Linked DNA regions of Mus musculus: regions 1, 3 and 4 are each linked to region 2. A link is a contact called in public HiChIP or PLAC-seq and promoter capture Hi-C data. All regions are on one chromosome and are shown on one strand. The core of a region is the stretch at or near the end of the contact, and the rest is flanking DNA. Distances in the headings are between cores, read along the strand shown. Region 1 holds the start of Tmem74b (transmembrane protein 74B). Region 2 holds the start of Rspo4 (R-spondin 4). Region 3 holds the start of Fam110a (family with sequence similarity 110, member A). Region 4 holds the start of Snph (syntaphilin).

Region 1 (5,150 bases), core at 2,111-4,610, 140 kb before region 2:
CTGTATGTATAATTTATTTTATTATTCATCTTATATACTTTCTGCCTCATTGCTCCAAGGAGCCCTGGTTCCTTTTTTTGAAGAATAATATTAGAAACCAAGCTCTCAGGTTCAGCCAGAAAAACACTTTCCTCCAACTTGGCAACCTGAGTTTGATTCCAAGGGTCCATAAGGTGGAAGAGAAGAACTGACTCCCATAGGTACACACACACACACACACACACACACACCACATACACACACATACACACACATACACATACATATACATACACACACATACACACACACACACACACACACACACACACACACATACAAGATTATTTGCAAAAAAAACCCCGTAGGACACACACATACACACACACACACACACATACCATACATACATACCACACATACACACACACATATACACACACATACATAACACAAACACACACACACACACACACACACACACACACACACACAAGATTATTTGCAAAAAAACCCCCGTAGGACACACACATACACACACACACACACACACATACCATACATACATACCACACATACACACACACATATACACACACATACATAACACACACACACACACACACACACACACACACACACACAAGAAGCCAAGCTCTCTGCACTTAGGTGCATTCTTTGCTATGAAGCAAAGAAATTCATATATGTGTAAACCCATGTATATGTACATTTCTGTAAACATTTTAAAACAGATCTTGCCTCAAGATTATTTGCAAAAAAAAAAAAAAGTAATGTGTAGGAGTGTCACACAGTTCCATCTGCCTTCACATTAGCAGATAGAAGCCTTTTCTCTGGGGCCTTCACAGGGGCCTGGGCACCTTTGAGAGCCTGAACTGGAGCTGAAGCCTGGGCCTGAGCTAGAACTATGGCTGTAGCCTTGGTTTGAGCTTGGACTTTGCTTGGCATAGCCTGCAACTCCTGGCCATGCAGAATAGAATCTGCCTCCTAGGGGTGGAGTCAGTGACGAAAGCCAGATGGCTGAGTTTGTGGCTGGGGCCCTTTGGCATCTTGGGCTTAACTGCCTTAGGCTTCTCAAGGGCCTTGATGACCTCTGCACATGCATTCATTGCCTACACCTTCTGTAGGTCTTTCTTGTGCTTCTTGGCAAAGCACGGTTTCCTCAGGAACTTGGGGTCAAACCCCTTAAGAGATTCATATCTTTGTGACTGAGATTTCTTGATGTCGTTTCTGTGCCATTATCAGGATTGGCTGTATAGATGTGGTTCTTGGACTTGGCCACGTCTGCATGGTAACTCACGGCTCCAGAAGCACGTAGGGCTGCTCTGTAAATATTTCTATACATCACCACCCATATCTGTATTAAGCTGAACGTGAGTTCATATTGATATCTCCGATTCTCACCCGCTGCTGCTGTGGGTCATTCTAGCTTTCTCTACAGGGGTCATATTTATCTAAACAGTGTTGCTCAATCACTTGGAATATATTTCTGGTCTTGTAAAACCAAAAAAACCTGAGCTGGACAACCAAAGGTCAAATTCACATGATAAAGGGGATAGAAGGTTAGCTAACTTTCTACTCCGACTCTTCCACGTTGGAGTTCCCCCTGTCCTGAGAAGAACATCCTTCTTGGCCTTCAAGGCTTTGCAGAGACCTGGCACAGCCCCATGTCCTGCCATGCTCCTACCTTGGTCTCCCACTGTGACCATACCCCCTCCATGCCCACGCTCACTGTGCTCCCTTCTGCCCCAAGGCCTTTGTCCACGCTAGTCCTCTGCTGGATCTCTCTTCCTTGCTCTTTAAATACTTGCCATCTATACAAGTGCCCGTTGTGGCCCAGTCCCCTCTTCTGCTAAAATGCTATCCCATCCCCAAGACTCAAGCAAGCACCCTGCCTGAGACGCGCACAGCACAGTGTACCTTTGCTTGTTATCCCTCACTGTGGCTACAGCACTGCCTGTGTGCATCCCTTTTCCTTCTGGAATATCACCGGAGTTTCTTGAGGGCAGGGACGGGCTCTGCTTAGTTGCAAGTATACAACAAGAGCAATAGCTGTGCACCTCTCAATTCTTTATTTAAAGAATAGATATCAAGGGCCCTTTTTAAGTCTCGGGATACACCAGGGAGGGGAACAAAGTCTGTACTATACACTTGGCTCTTTTTTGCTTTGATTTTCTTAGTTTTGATTTTGGTTTTCCAGACAGGGTTTCTCTGTGCAGCCCTGGCTGTCCTGGAACTCACTCTGTAGACCAGGCTGGCCTCCAACTCAGAAATTCACCTGCCTCCCAAGTGCTGGAATTTAAAGGCCTGCATCACTGCTACCCAGCGTGTTACTTATTTTTAAGCAGAAATGATACTGAGCAAAGAAATACACTATCAGGAGCTGATGAATGCCCTAGTGAGAAGTTCTGAGTGAAGGCAAGCAGGGTGCCAGAGCGCTACTCTTTTTAAGAAGATGGCCCAGGCAGGTGGTTCTGAGAAGGTGACATGTGAGCAAAGACTTGAGGGAAGTGAGGGAAGAGAGTGACCACTGAGGATGTGCTGCAAGGCAGGACTATACAGGGCAGGGAGGGAACTGTGGACACTCTAATGGCTGGGATCTCATGGAATTCTTGAGTCCATTTACAGATGGGAAAAGGAGCTTAAAGAGAGAAGTTTGTACGAGGTCATACACCTGCGAGGGGTGGAGATGGCACTGCACAGGAATCTGGTGCCATTGCCAGCTTCCCTGTAGAGATGCAAATCGCTCAGGCCTCTCAAAGAATAGAGGGAGACAGCTTTGGAGGCTCAGCACGGGGCCCACAAGGCTTCCAAGACAACCTTTGTTCTCCTGGTGGGTGAGGACTGGATGCCTTTGGAGTAGGACCAGTGAGCCTTTGACAGTGAGAGAGCGACGAAGCCAGGGCAGGGATTTTCTCACCTTAGCTGTCTTCCTGGATGTCAGAGTAGCCTCCGCTCACACTGGCAGAGTACTCAGGGTCAGCAGTCATGATTCCCTTGGACAAAGGTGGACAATAAGGTTCAGAAAGATGATAAGACTTACTTGAAGCCGGCCACGAAGTTTTCCCGGAAACCATAACCTTCCCTTACTCACCAGACCTCTCTTTGGGCTTGGCCTGGGGCCCCCAAGAGGAAGAAGTTCCCTTTAAAACAGAAACCTGTGCACCTGCACCGGGCTCCACAGGTCAGAGGAGTGCCTAGATGGACGAACCCCAGTGTGTCCCTGAGGAAGCCAGACAGGCTGCCCGGCAGAAGGAGCTTTGCAGGTGGCTTTGGAGCTCAAGAGTGTGCGTGGCCGTGGACAATGACCCAGAAGGACACCCATCAGAAATAGAGGTGGGTAGAGGCTTCGTTTCTGCCTTCACGTGGCGCCCGTGAGCCATCGAGCCCCACGCAAGGATGATACTCCGGATCTACAGACCTTGAAGAGGACCCTGGGTCCTACCTGGGGTGGGTAAAGCATCCCCGGGTGCCGCAGGGTCTCCCCAGAGGCGGGGGAGGGGTCTTCTCCCCCGCCCCTTCCTCGCCTCGCCCCGCCCCTGTACCCAGCGCCGCGGGCTCCTTGCCTAGGGTTTCCCCGGCCAGCGTGCGCGGGCGAGACAGAGGTGGCTCTAGGGGCGGTGGGGGCCGGGCACCCGCAGCCGGCTCCCTCCCCACGCTAACTCTCCCGGCGCCCTCGCCCGCCGCGGGCGGAGCTCGATCGGCGACGCTCCAGGATCCTCCGCTCCCGCCCTGCCTTATCCCTTCCTTCTCGGAGCCCCCCAGCGGCCGACGCGGTGCAGCCCGGCGCGGCGCGAGCAGGTACGTGCGCCCGGGCAGCCGCTGCGGGCGGGCCGGGAAGGGGGCGGGAGCCGGGGAGGGCGAGGCAGCGGCCGGGCCGGGATCTGCGCACACCCTCGGCAGCCCGGAGCTCTGTGCTCCCGCGTGCGGAGACTAGGGAGGCCCGACACGGCTCCGCACGCCGACCGCGAGCCGCCGGCGCAGGGCCCGAGGCGGGGAGTGGCAGCGAAGGACAGCTCGCCTGACCTCGCGGCCCGCCGAAGGACACGCGACCGGGGCTCCGTGGAGCACGCCGGCCCCGCCGAGCCCCAGCCTCCCAGGGCCGCCCCTCTGCGAGCGCTGACCGTCCGGGTCTGGCCTGCTCTGGCCCGTGGCGTATGCGGTCAAGGGCAGGAGCAGGGGGTGTGAACTGCGGGCCGGCGGGCGCGGGGGAGGCGGGAGGCCGGGGTGCTGGGGCTTTCCGCGCAGAACTTTGGGTATAACCGCGTGGACCTGCGTGTATGCATCTGCGCGCCTGAGGCTTTGTGTACTACGAGTGCGTGTGTCTGTCGATTGGGTTTGCGAAGCCTCACCCAGCCTGGCAGTGTGTCCAGCTCCGGGGTGTCAGAGTGCGCTATGGGTGAGAGTGCTGGACTTGGGCAGGTCTGGGTGGATCCTGCTTAGATCTCAGTAGTGCTAGAGGTAGTCTCCATTCCTTTCTCCCTTTCTTCCTCCTTCTCTCATCCCGCCCTCTCCCTCTCCTGATTTTACCCTCTTGTGGGTACCACCACCAGAGTGACCCGAGAATCTGTGAGTCACACTTAGTTCCCGGGTCTGTGGGCATTGCTGTGGGAAGCGTCCCGAGGACAGTGAGTGTGGAACAGGGCGGGGGTGGGGGGGCTCTTGCCTTTCAGGAACTATAGGACTGCAGATACAATTACAATAACTGGTGTGGCTTCGGGCTTGGAGTGTGATCCATGAGCACCAGCATAGCTCTCTCTCTCTCTCTCTCTCTCTCTCTCTCTCTCTCTCTCTGTGTGTGTGTGTGTGTGTGTGTGTTGTGTGCAAGTGCGCGCATGTGAGCTAATGTCTGGATAATTGATAAGCAAGCCCTTTAGTAACTTACTAAGCATCTTATGAGAGAAACAGACATTCCAAAGCAGTTAAAGGGATGAAGCCTCCTTGTGTCTGCTCCTTCACCCAGGCATCCCAAGGAAAAAGTTTTGAGTAAAAGAGAGTCCTGTTCTCTTTTATTTGTGTGCCCCAGATATCCTCTGGGATATGGAGGCACTAATGCACCATCTAGGAAAAGTGTTGTGGACTATCCCCACGTTCTTCAGACTTACTGAGGGCTTAATGGGTGGGGGCCATAAGTGGCACCTACTTTCAGGCTC
Region 2 (5,124 bases), core at 1,307-3,806:
TGAGCCCACAGTTCCTAGACAGATCATTAGCATCCCCAGTGTCAATGTCTTCCCTGGGTAGCTGTGCTGAGGCAATGGGTCCAAACGGCAGGTGAAGTATCCAGACAACCCCGAGAGAAACAGCAGCCCCTCTGGGCATCTAAGGGAGGGAAAAGATCCTGAGTTTGGGATCTTAAATCCTCAAAATCAGATTCTGCAGGGTCCAGAAAGTCCATTGGGCTCATAAGATTAGGAAATTCTTGAGGTTTTACTTTTCTACAGCTGTGATCAAACACCATGGCGGAGACAACTTACAGAGGGAAGGGTTTTTTGGTCTGAGGGTTCCAGAATTTAGGGTCCGTAACAGTGGGAACAAGATGGAAGAAATGGTGGCCGGAGCTGAAAGCTGAGCACTGAGGGCTCACACCACAAGGGGAAAACTGAGGCAGAGTGTGAGCAAGAGCAAGAGTTGGGAATGGTGCACTGCTTTTAAAGCCCAAGGCCCGCCCCCACAACAATGCCCGCCCCCAGTGACGTAACCCTCAACAAGGCCACACCTCCTAAATCTACTCAAGCAGCACCACCAGCTGGGGACCAAGTACTGAAACATCCAAGCCCATGGAGGCCACCACAGGTCCCACAATAAATCTGGGGATTAGTGAATGCTTGACCATTCGCTCATTCATCTCACTCATTCATACATTTACTCATTTCAAAAATATCGAGTGATCATTTTACACGCTGGGCACATGAAGAATACACAGATGGTTGCTACCCCCATATAACTCACAAGCAAGCAAGCTGTAGCCAAAACCAAGCCAGTGGTGGATGGCTGCTCTGTAAAGAGAAGAGGAGAGTGAGGTGGCAAGCAGAATGAGTGTCCAGTACTTCTGCAGTGACGGGAGAAGGTCTGGGGGGGGGGGAGGCCATGCTGTAGCCAAGTTCTAGGGGGACAAATGGAAGAATTTTCTAGACAGAGTCATAGCAAAAGCCATGTAAAGGACCTGTACCCGAAGAATGGGAACCAAGGGGGGGGGGCATGGATAACTAGGGCAAAGGGAGAAACAGAAATATCTATGTTTACCAATGTGTTAAGAGGAAATATGGATACCCAGAAGAGGTATGGACTGAGAAAAAGAGAGAAAACCCTGGAAGAGGGTCAGATTATGACTGGGTTCTGAAAGAGTCAGTGGAGGAATGGAATTAGGCCACCAATCCATGGAGAGGCCAAGACAAAAGATGCTCAGGATGTAAGAGGGAGCTAGAAGTGGTATTACAGACCTGTTCAGTAGCACCTGGGAGATGGAGGGAAGACGATCAGGAGTTCAAGGTCATCCTTATCTACATAATGAGTTCCTGGGATACACAAGAACAGTGTCTCACAAAACCAAACACAAACAAACAAACAACAAAGAAACACCACATATAAGAGGCTTGAAAAGCTTGCAAACTACTGTGAGAAGGTGGAGACTTGGGCTGAAAGGGAGAAGACAGACAGCAAGGACATCGGAACCTGGCTGGTCAGAGGTAGGTGTGTGCTGGTGGGCTGGTGGTGTAGGAATAAGTGGGCAGGACCGCAGCTTCAGGACCTCTCTCTATCTACAAGTCACACTTGTAGCAAACAGGAAGCGAGACGGTCCTTTGGGTCTCCAAGGCTCTCTTCCACCCTTCGGTGATGAGACTGTGTGCTGAGCTGAGACGCGTCTGAAAGGCTATAGAGCTGCTGTGCAGTTTTGGGCAAACTACTTGGTCTCTCTGCGAATCCCTTCCCCCTTCGAATGAACAATTAGTCAAAAGAGAAAGTTCGTTATTCTAAAGCTTTTATGCATGTATTTAGCAGAAAGTCAAGTTCGTGGCTCTCAAACATTCTCTGTGGCAGCTTCACTGCGAATGGGCTTGGTTCACAGGGTAACAGGAGGCAGGAGAATATTGTTTTATTGGAAGAGCAATTTGGCACTGAAAAGGTTAAAAAACAACCCAATCCTGGAGATAAGGCTGGAAGAAATATACCCTGGGTCCTAGGTCCTTTGGTAAGCAAAGTATGCGGTGTTGGACACTGGGTCAAAGAGTAGGGTCTCCCCAAGGCTGCAGCAGGAAAGGCTCAGAGGCTACAACCAGAAAGTGTTTGGGATAACTAGAAAGAAAAAGCAACAGAGTGGAGCAGCAGCCTGCTCACACTCCCCCCTCCCCCACTCCGCCTACCCTCGTCCCCCAACCCCAGAGGAGATATGGAAAGGGCAAGACACCACAGAACCCAAGCTAGCCAGGTCGGAACAGTGAGCCAGAGAGGCCCATGCGCTTGGCAAGAGTCCTGTGTTGGAGGTGAGGCAGTCAGGGAATAAACAGAAAAACAAGCCAGGACGGTCCTGGGGACAGGAGGAAGAGGAAGACCAGAGTGGCAGAGGGAGGGTCTGTCCGGGTGAGTGTGCAGTGCGGCGTGTGCGCTTGTGTACCTAGAGCCGGCCTGTGCACGTGCGAGGGGCGTGGGGCTGCGCCCGCAAGGGCCCCCCGAGGGTTAAGCGCCGCCCAGCCGCCGACTCCTCCCCGCCCCGGCCGCGCGGCCGCGCTGACGCCCTCACTCGACCCACCGCGCCCTGGGCGCACCGGCGGGTCCCTGGTGGCCGTAGCGACCAGCGACCCGCGGATGCTCAACGCGCGCCACAGGCTGTCCCCCGCACAGAGGCTGCCGGGCCGTCGGGGAGCCAGGAGCACCAGGCTGCCCAGATGCGGGCTCCACTCTGCCTGCTGCTGCTCCTCGCCCACGCAGTGGACATGCTCGCCCTGTACCGAAGGAAGAAGCAAGGTACAGATGTGGCCGGGCTGGTGGTGGGGTAGGCACTACAAGACAGACTCGTGGTAGCCCAGCGGATATGGGTATTTGTCTGGTGCCTGATGCCTGGACTGTTGACTCAGGGTCGGAACGGGGAGTTGTCGACAACCTGGACCTAGGAAGCACTACTGGGAGGGAACTAGAGGTCGGGCTCACTGGCCCCAGCCTCCCAGCAGTGTCCCAAGGGTAACTCCACAGACACCAAAAACCCAAGGAACCACCCTTGGAAACAATGAACTAGAAGACAGGGCTAGTGACTTAGAAGCCAGCCCAGGCATCCACGCTGGGCCAGGATGAAGATCAGTGACTCCAGGGCTCATGTGGGGTTCGGGGGTTCTATCACTGCTCCTGACCCCTGCTGTCACAACCCCCACACTCCCAGAATTAATCTGGGTAAGCCTCTCTAGTGGTATCAGCATGACTGAGACCTGTGTTCAAGTTGAAGTCTTCTGGGGATGACCTGGAAGAAGTTTGTCCTCTCTCAGAATCTTAGGATATTTTTCCTTGGGACCTCCTGGAGCCACTAAGGAAACTTGAACCTGAGACTCTAATCGCGCCTGGGCCCTGTGAACATTGGGGTCTGTGCCACAGTTCCTCAGTGCCACAGTCAGATGTATTTTGGAGGTGAGGTGAGACTGCCCTTGCAGAGCTGGAGTTGACAGAACCTGAGCTGGTGTTGGGAGGGCAAGAGGACCAGCAAGCCCTGTGTCTGAACAGGGAAGGCCCCAGGACTCTGGATGCCTGTCTGTGCATCAACTACCAAAGGCTGGCTGCCATGCCAAGAGTGAGACACACACTGTTTCCTAGGTCCCCTATGATGCCCTAATGACAGTGGCTATCTCACTCTATAGAGCAGGAACCAGACATTCATGCAGGTTGCTTTGTTGAGCAGTCCAACGGGCAGGTGGGAGCTCTGATTTGCTCTCTGACTGAGAGCCTGAGTCTGGGAATACTGAATGGTAGGGTGTGTGAGAGTGGCCTTACCCATAGGGACTTCTAGTCCATCTGCGTGGAAAGCCTTTCGCAGATGTTGCAGCTCCTATAAGGAAGCAGGGAACACAGGGGCAGTGGGGAAGTAGGTATGGGGTGGAATATCAGGCCGTGGCCTAGGGAAACTGTTAAGGGAGTTGGACAAAGAGCAGAGAGGATAGAGGTGTAGGTGGACCTCGGGTAGGCTGCAGGGACTTGGGGGTCCTGAAGGTGAAAGCTTGTGAATGGCCTTCACCCCGCTGTCCAGAGCCCAGGTACTGGAGCCAGCCTAGCTGGATCTGTGGCCCTCCTTGAAGGTTTTATCTGAGTGACCTCAGGGAAGACCCTCAGACTTCAGTTTTACCTGTATGAGATCCTTTCCATTAGTCCTCCAGATACTCCACTCTGAAAGGATGTTTTCAATCTTTTCACCAACTTGTCTTTAAGATGGAAGCAATAAACTTCAGTCTCCCACTCATCAGGGGAACCATAGCTAAGATGTAGAGCATTAGCTGCCTATGCGGGTGCTCCGTGAGGCCTGATACTATTAATCATCCCAGTTTCTTGGTTGTTATGTCGTTCACTACTTAGAAAAGGCCAGTGAGTGCAAAGAGAGGTGCTTACATTTTAGAGAGGAAACATGTTCAGAGAGGGCAGTTGTCTAAGGCTGCACAGCAGACAAGCAATACAGCGGACTCAGATCCATGTGATAAATATTGTGAGACCCTATGAGCTGAGTTAGGCTTCCTTTCTTGGAACCTCAGTTTACCTACCTGGAGGGGAGCAGAGTTAGATTTCTAAGATGCTTCTCACTAATGAAGGGAGAGGACAAGGGGGAGGGGACATGAAAACCATTTGTCCTTCCCCTTAGCCCAGCTCGCCAGCACCTCCTAAGGAATGTGGGAGCAGAGCGTTGCTCCTTGCATTGGTCCAGTTAGATGGAGAGGCTGCTTTTGAGCCTCGGGTATGCACGCCTGCCCAGCGTCTTCAGCGAGGTTGTGACTGTTCATGTGATACAAAGGAGACGGCCTTGGACTTCAGTCCCTCTCCTTAACCATTCATGACGTGTGACCTTGGACAAAAGGGTTTCTCCTCTGCTTCTGCCCACAGCCTCAGTTTCCCCATTGGCTCTGATGTGGAGGCTACACCTTCCTAGAGCCTGTCCTGCAAGGCAGTCAGAGCTCTCATGGGCAAGTGGTTTCAGGCAGGGTTAGGCTTAGCTGAGTTCTTGGCTTATCAAGGGCCAAGGAAGAAGCAGTGAGGAGAGGCTGGCCTTTCTCAAACCCAGACATACACATGAGTACTATGTGTCAGACATGAACTGGAAAGCTGTGCATGTGGTCCCC
Region 3 (5,547 bases), core at 987-3,486, 140 kb after region 2:
CAGGATGCCTAGGACAGTGAACTCCTGCGTGAACCACTCCAGCACACACTCTCCACTTAACTCAAACTCTGGGGACTCAGTTTGCACCCTGACAAAAATGGGAACAAAGGCAGACTTGCAGTGAAGGAGGAAGAGAAGGAGAGAGGAGAGACAGAAAGACTAACAAGCAAGGCCTTAGGGAAGGGCCTGCCTGACCCAGGATAGGAAGGTGAGGCTTGAATTAGGCCTGTGGCCACACCCACTTCCTGTCCTGCCTAGGCCTGAACTCCACATGCAGTGTTTTACCCCAGCTCAGAAATGTGAAGAAACTTGCCCAAACTCACACAGCCAATGACAAACCCCAGGCAGGGCAGTGACCTCATAACTTTCTGTAGATGTAATCACTATGTCTGTGTCTTCTCAATTAGTTGGCCCACAGTCAGGGTTCAGGATTGCAAAGCGCATCATGCTATGTGTGTAATTCTCACCCAGACCCTTTGCTAGTCATCTATGTTCCTCTTGGTGCCACAAAAGTATCTAAGGAGTTTCGGATTATTTCCCATCAGTCCTTACTGAGGGCCATTCTGCGTCTGTCCAGTTCTTGCTTGCTGCAAATCACTGAAGCACGGAGGCACCTGTCATTTTGCCTAAAGTGAGGTAGCTGGAGGAGAGAGTGTGTGTGTGTGTGCTCATAACAATGCCTATGCTGGCTCTGCTGGCCAGAGTCCACCTGAGTGACACCACCCTATCCTGCTCCACCCCCAGCACAATACACAGCAAATGGCCAACAGATGTTGGCTTTGATCATCTTGATTCTGCAAGTTTCGGCCACCCTGACATTTTTGTGCCTGTGCTAAGCATCTCATTTGCCCGACACATTCCACTGGGGAAGATAATAAACTGCTTAATAAGACACCTCACGCATAATATGGAACAGACGCTACTGAGAAAAACAGGACACTCGGGGAGAGATCAGGCTACAGGAAGCTAGACGACGTGGAAAGAAATGAGGCAGTGGTGTAACTCATCTAGTAGATTGCTCTCTTAGCACAAACCAAGCCCTGGGTTCTATCCCGAAAATGGCACAGAACTGGTGTGCCAGTGGCACATGCTTGTCATCCGAGGAGGCAGATTTAGGAAGACGGAGAGTTCAAGACCAGCCTGGTCATACATAGTAAGATTGAGGCCAGCTTGGGCCATACAAGAGTTGGAGTAGGGAGCATGACACAAAGACAGATGGACAAGCACAGCTCCCCCAGAGCCAGAATGAGGCTCAGAGGAAGAGTAGTTCCCTTCATAAGAGATCCTCCATCGAGTCGGTGATTCCCTGTGTCAAGGACTGAAGACTTCTGCATAGTTAAGTCTGTGCCTTTGAGCAACAGCCTCAACTTCACAGAACCTCAGATTCCCCACCTACGAAACGAGATCAACAACAGGGGGGTAGGTAAGAGTCCAGCCTAAATTAGATGCTCTACTTGGGAGGGTCTGACCCTGCACCCAACTCTCAAGTCCAGTTCCAGCAACTCTGGCTTAGAGGTACCACACACACACACACACACACACACACACATCCACATGACTTCCAAGGCCTTTGGATCCGCAGTCCTAGGGACTCAACCCTGCCCTGCAGTCCTAGGGACTCAACCCAGGGAGGCCCTCTGAGAGGGCAGCACTGGGAACTGGGACTCTGTAGAACCCTGTAAGGCAGAAAAGTTGCGAATGGGGAGGGAATGGTATATGTCCTGAAGGGGAACTCCAAGGGCCGGTAGGGCACGGGTAGCCTAGCCCTGGGATCCCCTGAGCCACGTCTTCCCAATAAGCCCCTTAAAGAGTAACCCGCGGGGTTCCTCTGATCGGCCAGGAGCGGGAACTGCAGAGTGGGAAAGGGAAACAGCCTGGATCCTTTGCTGGCCCCCTGGGCTGGACACTAGACACGAACTCTCCTCTGTCGACCCCCTGTACTGAGACTCTTGCCCGGGTTAATGCGTGGGCACTGCCCCGGGACCCTCCGCCTCCTACCCCCATGCTCACCTGCAGCCCACGTCCAGAGGAATCCCGCTCCTCGCCGGCTGCCGAGGCTGACAGCTGGTGGTCCCTGCAGACCTGAGAAGGCTACTACGTGTGAAGACCGGCGAGCTCTTCCGAGTGGGACGCCCTGGCTGTCCCACGATTCCCTCCGGGAGAACGTCCCTGGGGCCCCAGAGGAAAGGGAAGTGAGCCCGCCGTCCCCGTTGCTGCAATGGTTCGCCCCGGACTTCCTGATTGGCCCGTCGCTTCCGTTCGAACGGCGCGCCACCCGGGTTGCCAGGCAACATCAGGAGCCGCAGATGCAGCAGGGCGACTGCTGCCCGGAGCCCAGCTGGCCGCTTGGCCTTCCGGCTGCCCAGGCCTTGGCAGACCTTTCTTCTCTTCCAGCTGGACTTCCTCGGTCTCCAGCTGCAAGAGTTACTAGTCCCAAATTTGTTTGCTTGGTTTTGCACAGGCACTAGTACCAATATTTTTGGGGTTTTGAGGCAGGGCCTTCACACATAACTAGCCTAGCCCAGGCTGGCCACAACCTCCTTAGTACTAGGATTATAGGTCTATGCCATACCTAGCTTTCTCTCCCTTCACTTTTTTCTTTGGAGGCAGGGTCTCACCAAGTTGCCCAGGCTGACTCGGAATTCATGCGTTTTGCCCAAGTAGTCCTCACACTTGCTGCCTGACTTAAGTCTCCCCATGAGTTGGTACTAAGTGACCACCCCCCAAACTAGGCCCTACTTCCAACTCAGCAGCTACCTCTCTGTGTGTTTACCCACAATCCTCTCTCCCTCTCTGTTCCCCTAACCTGAAATGGCAAGTCAATCCTCAAACGGGCACACCCGTAGCTCCCACTGTGCTTATCAAAACCAGATCAATTATAGACGTCGATCCTGGGAAAGAAGCTGAATCGAGCTTTCTACATAATTCTTGTCAGGACTCATGACCCAGCTCTGAGGTACCTACCTTCAACGCCGCTTTCCAGCTGGGAATACCATGCATTAACTTACAACGATTAGATTAAACGACATTTAAGAACAATGGGAGAATGCTAAGGAAGTGTCATGTTTTAAGCATACTTCAAAACTCTCTGTACAGCATAGATAGATATTAAATACATAACCATACTATTTAAATAAACATAGCCTATTTACAATAACAAACAGCAACTAATTCCTTTACACTTAAAAGATAATACTTTTATTCATTCATTGAGAATTTAATACATAAACACAGTGTATTTTAGTCGTATTTACCGCACTCTCTCCCCTTAACTCCTCCTACACCCACCCTCTCTTCCTCCTGTTTTTGTTTTTTTAAAAGGCACCAAGTCTAATCTGCTGCAACCCTTTAAAAAACTGACTTTCCTTCCCCCAGAAACATTCAGCTATAACTAACTAGCTCCTCCAGTGGGGGCTCATAGCCTCTCCCCTCTCTGTACTGAAATGTTAACTGGCTTGATCATGTACAGACAACCACAGCTGCTGTGGTTTGCCGGCGCAGTGGCCCTGAAGTGCCCACAAGAGTCTGTTTTACTCTGGTCCTCTCTGACCTCTGGCTCTTACAGTCTTTCCGTCCTGATTTGATACATATTTCACACCGGTGGCAGAGCCCTCCACAGACTCTTATTCCCAGCCCCTCGACCAGTTGTGCTGTCCATGGCACAGAAAACCTTCTCTGATGGCGTCTGTAAGCTGCATTAGTTTTATGGATATAGAGTGAATTTAGAAGGCAGTTTGATAGTGTGACCATTTAGCAAATAATAGCAGTAGGTTCACCCTGGGACCAGTAGGCTCCCTAACCATGGGTTCTTGGCCAGATTTGCAATACCAGACATGCACATCCTCCTGTGGAACAAGCTGTAAGTCCAACCAAAACGCTGTTGGCTACCACGAAAGCATTTGTGCCTTGCTGGTCACTATTGCAGTTCAGAGGATTCACATCTGGGTAAGACTGCTGACATCTCTTCTCTCCCAGCAGCCTACACTGCACCTCTGGCTCTGTGAAAGCTAACCTGCAGGAAAGATGCTGCCTCTCAGCACTTAGCTTCTTATTCATACTTCTGTGACATTTGCAAATTTCCAAGTCTTGAACTGTCACAGAATTTTTTAAACTTTTGTTTGTATGTGTGTGTGTGATGCATTCATACATGTGTATTGCAGGATATTTGATCACACTGTGAACCCCCAGACTGTGTTAGTTACTGAAAAAAAAAATCTGTCTCTAGTTGTGGTGTGGCTCAGCCCTTAGCACACACCTTTAATGCCAAACAACAAAGGTGAAGTTAGTTTGTAGAAGGAAGCATCGATGTTTGAAAGTGATGTCTAGTTGAGCGGCAGATAAAGTGATGAATCAGAGAAAGATTTGACAGAATAGGATATGCCCAACTCTCAGGAGAAGAGAGAGGACAGGGAAGATACTTGGGGGCATTGCAGAGAGAGGAAGGAGGCAGTTTGACCAGGACAGTTGTACGGAGACAGGTTAAAGAGAGAACAAGCTAGACACAGATGGAGATAGATACAATGAGCCAGAGAATAAAAAGGAGCCAAAGATTAGAACAGATTTCTAGAATTAACATGAGGCCAAGCTAAGCAATTCAGGAGAGAGAGGGGGAGAGAGAGAGGGAGGGAGAGAGAGAGAGAGAGAGAGAGAGAGAGAGAGAGAGAGAGAGAGAATGAATCAGTCAACTTAGAGAGAAATTTGAGCCAGAACAGCTGAGTTAACCAGCCAGCCAGAGTTAAGAAGGAACAAGAAAGGGTGAGCTTATTCAACAGCAAGTCTCAGGCTGAAAACATTCTAGGCCTAGATAAGATTGTTCAAAGGCTAGAAGCTTTTGGGACTATGCCTAGGTTAGCAGATAGAGACAGTAATCCTCTCAGATAATTACTACATGAGAATAAAAGTTATATTTACACACGTGTGTTTAGGACATGTGTACACAGAGACTAGAAGAGGAATTTGGGTATCCTGTTCTCTGTGTCTCTGTCTCTGTCTCTGTCTCTGTCTCTGTCTCTCTCTCTCCAGGCTCTCTCTATGTAGCCCTGGCTTTCCCAGAGCCTGTTATATAGATCAGACACACAGATGGCCTCTTACCTCTGCCTTACTCTCTTTTGATTTTAGTTTATGTTTTTGCATTTTCTCCTGGGGGCAGGGAAGTGCACTCACCAGTGTGCATGCACAGGTAAAGGACAACGTATAGAAATCAGTTCTCTCCTTCTATCTTGTAGGTTCTAGGGATCTAAGCCTGGTCATCCACCTGGCCCTCTCCATCCTGTTCTCTTGAGATAAGACATCTCATTGAGCCTGGGACTCAGCTGGTGGCCAGCAAGTGCTATGAGCCTCCTATCTCTGCCCTGCCACAGCCTGTGGTCACATGTAGCTTATGTGAGTTCTGGGGATTTGAACTCAGGTCCTCAAGCTTGCACAGCAAGTATCTTACACAGTAAGGGATCTCCCCAGCTCAGGAAAACTTAAAAGAAGTTACCATGAGTTAACTGTGGCTCTCAGTTAGTGTGTGTATCTGCATTGGTCGATCTGCAGCTATCCTCT
Region 4 (5,000 bases), core at 2,361-4,860, 210 kb before region 2:
CTAGCTAATGAATGATAACAAACACTGAGCCCTGTTCAAAAGGACCGAGAATCCCTCTACCCTGTGCTGGAATAGGGTCACATTTAGACTCAGAGCCAAACAGCACATTCAGTCTGTTTGAGCGGTGGGGACACTGTCTCTCAGAGGGAGACTGGCTTACCCAAGGTGACCCAGTCTAAGGGAGGGCTCAAACTAAAAACAGTTCCTTGACTCCCAAGCCGATGTGTCCTCAGCTCCATACTTGCCAGGTTCTATATTATTTTAGTTGTCCAGTGCTGGGCAACACTCTCAGCCTCTCTGCCTGGCATCCTCACTGCAAAACGGGTAAAATGATGTATGGAGCCTACACATTAGGATGGTCTGAGCAGTAAATAATTGAAACCATGTTGGGCTATTGCACAGGGAGCACCTAGAAGGCACATTTGTCATGGCTGTCACTCAGACCCAGCCGTTCTCCTTGAGAAAGGGGAACCCTCCATCCGTCAGCTACACAGAGCTCACGGCAAATGCTCTGCAGCCCTGACTCACACACTCCTCTCAGTTCAGCCCAGCACGTCCTTTGCAGCAGTCATCCTGGGGAGATGCCTGATCTGCCCTCATGATCGATCCTTCACAGCTTTCCTGGCTCTGAACTCCATGCCTGTGTGCAAGGGCACACACACACACGCATGCCACACACGCATGCCACACACATGCTATAGCAGGGGGTAGGTGGGAGGTGGCAGGATATGTGAAAGAGACAAGGCTTCCGAGCCACATAGACCACCACTTCTTCCTGGGCATCCCTAGGCATGTCCTGTATCTCTCCAAGCTCCTGTTTCTTCCCTTTCTAGCAGAGACAATAAGGATCCCCTACAGCGCTCTGGCATTCCATAACTGATATTAGGAATAATAGATAGTCATCCTTTTTTTTTTAAAGTCCTCTTAATGGAATTTCAGAACCAGGAGCTCAGGGATCGTCTAGTCCACTCTTCTCAGTATACAGATGGAGATGAACAATTGCTAAAAAAAATCAAGTCCAAGGTCACACAGTGAGGTGGCACTTGGACGGAGTCTGGGACCTTGGTCTTCTAACCTTCTACTGCTTTCTGTATTAGCCTGGTTAGCTCTCCTGTGCAGCTTCCCTCCCTCACACAGTGATGGTTGGAATCACTCTTCCCAATTCTCTCTAATCACGAGTATATTGCATGAATAATTACTAGTAATCTCAATATATACTAATCTGAATATTATTAATCTCCATATAATGGCAACCCACACCGGTGCACCATCTGACCTTTGAAAGCCAACTCACCACAGGTTTTTTGTTTTTTGTTTTTTGTTTTTTGTTTTCCCAACATAGCTTGTTTGGAGGTATCATTTTCTCAAATGTATTTAACTCAACACTTATTAAGCACCTACTTTATGCCTTGTCATGGGCCAGAGGCTGGAGACAGAGAAGCAAAGACTGGGCCTCTGCCAGAGGGAGCTCACAGTCCAGCAGGGATTTAGGACAGAAGGGATGGGAGGGGGCATCCCACTCTTTTGACCTAACTGGTGCTGCGGCAAAAACTCCACCCCACGCTGTTGGGAGCCTCCTTTATGTTGCTGGAATAAACTAGAGCTAGACAGGATGGCTGGTCAGTCGGCTGAAAATGACAAGAAGGAAGGAAACAGAGAATAGGAAATGTGGGCCCCAGAACTTGACTCTCTTGCTTCGGTCTCAGAAGAGATTGTGCAGGGAAGGCAAAGATTGAGATCTGTGATCCTGGCTCCTGCTCTCTGCCAGCACTCAAGACTCATGTGCTTCTGTTCCCATGGGATGCCACCTATGGATGACAGGGTCTTCCAAGCTCATGGCTGGATTATACATGACTGCAGGCAACTGTCATTTGCTAGAACTGTCTTAGCTCTTGCGACGGAAATGTTCTCATCTTCTGGTTGCTCTGGAAGAGTCTGGTGGGGCAAACATGAACTCCTCTCTCTCCTAATTTGCCTTCAAATTCTGAATCCTTGAAAACCTACTGTGTGTGTCAAGCCGTTATCTCAAGAGCTTTCATATGAATCTCATCTCACCCTTAGAACTCTGAGGCCGGTACCATCTCCCAGGTTCACAAATGAGGGAAGGTAAGTAACTTGTCAGGGCAGGGATATTACCATAGAATCCTCTGATGCTTCCAGTGTTGTGAGACCCAGAAGGTCAACATTCCACTCAGGAAGTCCAGAGTCAAAAGAGAATGGCCAAGGGGACCTCAATTATTTCAAGGTCCGAACCTTAAATGGTTTTAATGGACAAGTCTCCAGAGTTATTGAAGCCACACTCAAGTGATATATTAAAATTGTACGGATCATCTAGCCCAGCCTCTGCACTGAACAGACAAGCAAACAGACACCCACACCCCAGAAAATAGTAAGATGGCTACTTGGAGCCAACCAGCAAGTTAAGGCCCAGAACCTCAGCCTATCTCACTTCCTTACACCCCTTGACTTGCAGAGACCAGCATTTTCTGGGAAACTCCTCCAGCCCACCCAAGTACCCCCAGGTGGGCAGAGAAGGCCAAGGCAACAAGCAGCATGTGACCAGCCTCGCCACCCCTGCAGCGTTGAAGCAAGGGAATGTGGGGAGTTTAGAGGCTGGCAGGTGTTGCAAGCCGTCTGGCTCCCTGCTAGGGAGTGGAAAGAGAAAACAACAGATACCCTGGAAGCTCCAGGGAGACTGAGGCAAATTTCTCACTCTAGGGATCATGGGAAATTCTGCCAGATCTACTGTAAGGCTCTGATGTTTATCAGTGGGCAAGATAGGAAGGCAGTCACAGGCACTTGACCTTGTGGTGGGTGTGCTGTGCGGTTCCAAAGAGAAGCTCACATGTTTGCAGAATGCCAGAAGAGAAAAACAAACAAGAAGGGCGAGGGGTTAGTTCCCTAAAACCCATCTACTAGATGTCAAAGACCTTGGGCGTCTTCCCTACTGAAAACAGCATCCTCTAATTAATTAGTAAATTTCACGCTAGGGAGAGGGGTGCTTACGAGGATGTGGGGGAATGGAGGGAGGCTAGGGATGAGTCACGTTAATCCCCTCCTCGCCTGGTACCTCTGCGGGATCGCGCCACCGCAAGCGGTCTCAAACTGACCCTGGCGGCCGCGGAGCCACGGAGGCCCCCTCCCGCTCCGCCGTGGCCTCCTCACCTGGGTCCACTCGCCCTCCGCAGTCCGGCCGGCTCGCACGACTCCCGCGCCGCTTGGCGCAGCGCCTCTGCAGTCGCTGCAGCAGCCGCCTGGCGGTGATCAGCAACCTGCGGCGGTGGGGAAGAGAGAGACAGAGGCGGGTGAGCGCCGGTGGCCGCAGCCCGCAAGCTCGGAGGACACGCTGCCCGCCGCGGGCTAGGGCAGCTCCTGTGCTTGGCCGGCGCCCCGCACCCCCGCAGTTGCACTCCTGGGTGCGGCGGGTGAGGCTGGGCGGTGGGCCCGGAGGTCCCCGGGGTCCTTGTCATCACCTGCGAAGGCTTCCATGGTTTGGGCTGCCCCCAGGAGGGCAGCCGGATTGCTCTCCCGAGCCCCAGCTGAAGGTGGCTAGCGGGTGCTTGCTGGGGCTGGGGCTGCGGGGAGGGAGAGGTGGAGGGCGGGGAAGGAGAGGTGGATGGAGGGGGATGAGCCAGTCGGCAGCTCGCCGGCAGCTGCGTAAGCCTCCCGTCTTCACTTTCCTTCTTAAAGAGATAGTTGGTTTCGCTCTGAGAGCCCTGGAGCCAAGACATCAACAAGCATGCATGGGGTCCTTTATTACCTCCAACTAGCTGTTGCTCAGAGGTGGGGGATGGGAAGGACTTCAAAGGGTATCTATCCCTTCAGCTTCTGGGCCTCAGTATCTCACCCCTTGGCACACATTAAGTAGTAGTATTATCTGGACGCCTTTAGAAACATTTTTGACCCCCTAAACCAATTTGTGAATGTCAGGAGTTATTTAATGCGAACAGCTCTTGCCTTAAAAAAAAAAAAAAAATCTTAAAATCCCGAAGGTATTTAAGAAATGTTATCCTTTGCAGTATTAAAACAGTAAGCTGGAAAGTTGGGCAATAAAAAGCGAATTAATCCTTATTGTGGGTTTGTCTCCTGCCTTTTACCTGACATCAAAGGGCTCAAGGGACCACAAAGTCCAGGAAGCTGGATTTCTAGCGCTCCCATTTCTGGCCGCCATAAGTTAACTTGCTGGCCTGGTTTCTTGCCTGCCCCACTGGGTGCAGTAGGAAGGGGCTCCCTTCTTGAAGCAGCCCTTTCTGGTCAGCTGGGCCTTTGCTCACTACCTTCTGGGAAGTTTTCACCTTGCTGTCTTGCTCTTATTCTAGCTCAACTCGCTGGTGTCCTCTCACATGACTTTGCCCGCCACTCATTTTGCTCTTTTGCTCTTAAATTCTTCCTTGCTGGGCCTCTACCCCCAGCTTTTATTTGCTAGTTCATGGGTTTGGAACAACCGAGACGTCCAGTTTGCTCCTTGGACTCCTCAAAGTCTCTGCTCAGACACTGCTATCTCAGGGAGGTCATCTGCCATTGTCAACTTGACTGAATTTACAGTCGACTCGGAAACATATGTTTGAATATGTCTGTGAGGGTGTTTGCAAAGAGATTTCCCTAAGGAAAGAAGAAAGGCCCACTTTGGACGTGAGCTAGGGCCCGGACTGGATAGGGTGAAAAGAGAAAACTCATTGCGTAGGAACATTCATCGCTTTGCTTCCTGACTGAGGACACAACGCGACCATAAGCTTTCTGCCATGTCTCCTCTGACATGATAAACTATATTTCCCTCAAACTACAGCCAAAATAGTCCTTCCCTTTTAAAGTTTCCTTCTGTCAGAGATTTGGTCAAGGTCCTGAGAAAAGTAATAGACCTTTTCCAGTCAACCTACAGAGCGCACCGACCTCCTCTTCCTTCAGTCGCTTGTTCTTGCTGTATGTACACATAAACGTGTGTTTGTGTGGGTGTAGGTGTGTACCCCGGAGCTTGTATGTGTGTGGGTGTGTGTGCACAC

The links. Promoter capture Hi-C pulls out the DNA fragments that hold promoters and counts their contacts. HiChIP or PLAC-seq counts read pairs in DNA pulled down with a chosen protein or histone mark. Capture Hi-C pulls out chosen DNA fragments and counts their contacts.
Region 1: a contact with region 2 is called in an H3K4me3 HiChIP or PLAC-seq map of embryonic stem cells, with 13 read pairs. The contact joins the promoter of Tmem74b here to the promoter of Rspo4 in region 2. A contact is called at or near these places in 4 of 115 datasets of contacts at active chromatin or transcription factors (embryonic stem cells, fetal liver and stem cell-derived neural progenitor cells) and 1 of 9 other capture datasets (embryonic stem cells).
Region 3: a promoter capture Hi-C map of second pharyngeal arch cranial neural crest shows a contact between it and region 2. The contact joins the promoter of Fam110a here to the promoter of Rspo4 in region 2. A contact is called at or near these places in 5 of 39 promoter capture datasets (cranial neural crest, frontonasal cranial neural crest, liver and 2 more), 3 of 115 datasets of contacts at active chromatin or transcription factors (forebrain, neural tube and stem cell-derived neural progenitor cells) and 2 of 9 other capture datasets (liver and pancreatic islet).
Region 4: a contact with region 2 is called in a promoter capture Hi-C map of adipose tissue. The contact joins the promoter of Snph here to the promoter of Rspo4 in region 2. A contact is called at or near these places in 11 of 39 promoter capture datasets (the 3T3-L1 cell line, 3T3-L1-derived adipocytes, the HPC-7 cell line and 5 more), 1 of 484 Hi-C or Micro-C datasets (embryonic stem cells) and 1 of 9 other capture datasets (adipose tissue).

Annotation. Positions count from the first base shown.
Region 1 is chr2:151,698,648-151,703,797 of GRCm38.p6, forward strand. Tmem74b (transmembrane protein 74B) reads left to right here and starts at 3,361. Exons shown (of 2, transcript NM_001160363.1): 1 at 3,361-3,798.
Region 2 is chr2:151,840,371-151,845,494 of GRCm38.p6, forward strand. It overlaps Rspo4 (R-spondin 4), which reads left to right and starts at 2,557. Exons shown (of 5, transcript NM_001040689.1): 1 at 2,557-2,782. The coding sequence starts at 2,704.
Region 3 is chr2:151,977,983-151,983,529 of GRCm38.p6, forward strand. Fam110a (family with sequence similarity 110, member A) reads right to left here and starts at 2,237. Exons shown (of 2, transcript NM_146127.3): 1 at 2,011-2,237.
Region 4 is chr2:151,628,983-151,633,982 of GRCm38.p6, forward strand. It overlaps Snph (syntaphilin), which reads right to left and starts at 3,611. Exons shown (of 6, transcript NM_198214.3): 1 at 3,474-3,611; 2 at 3,166-3,272.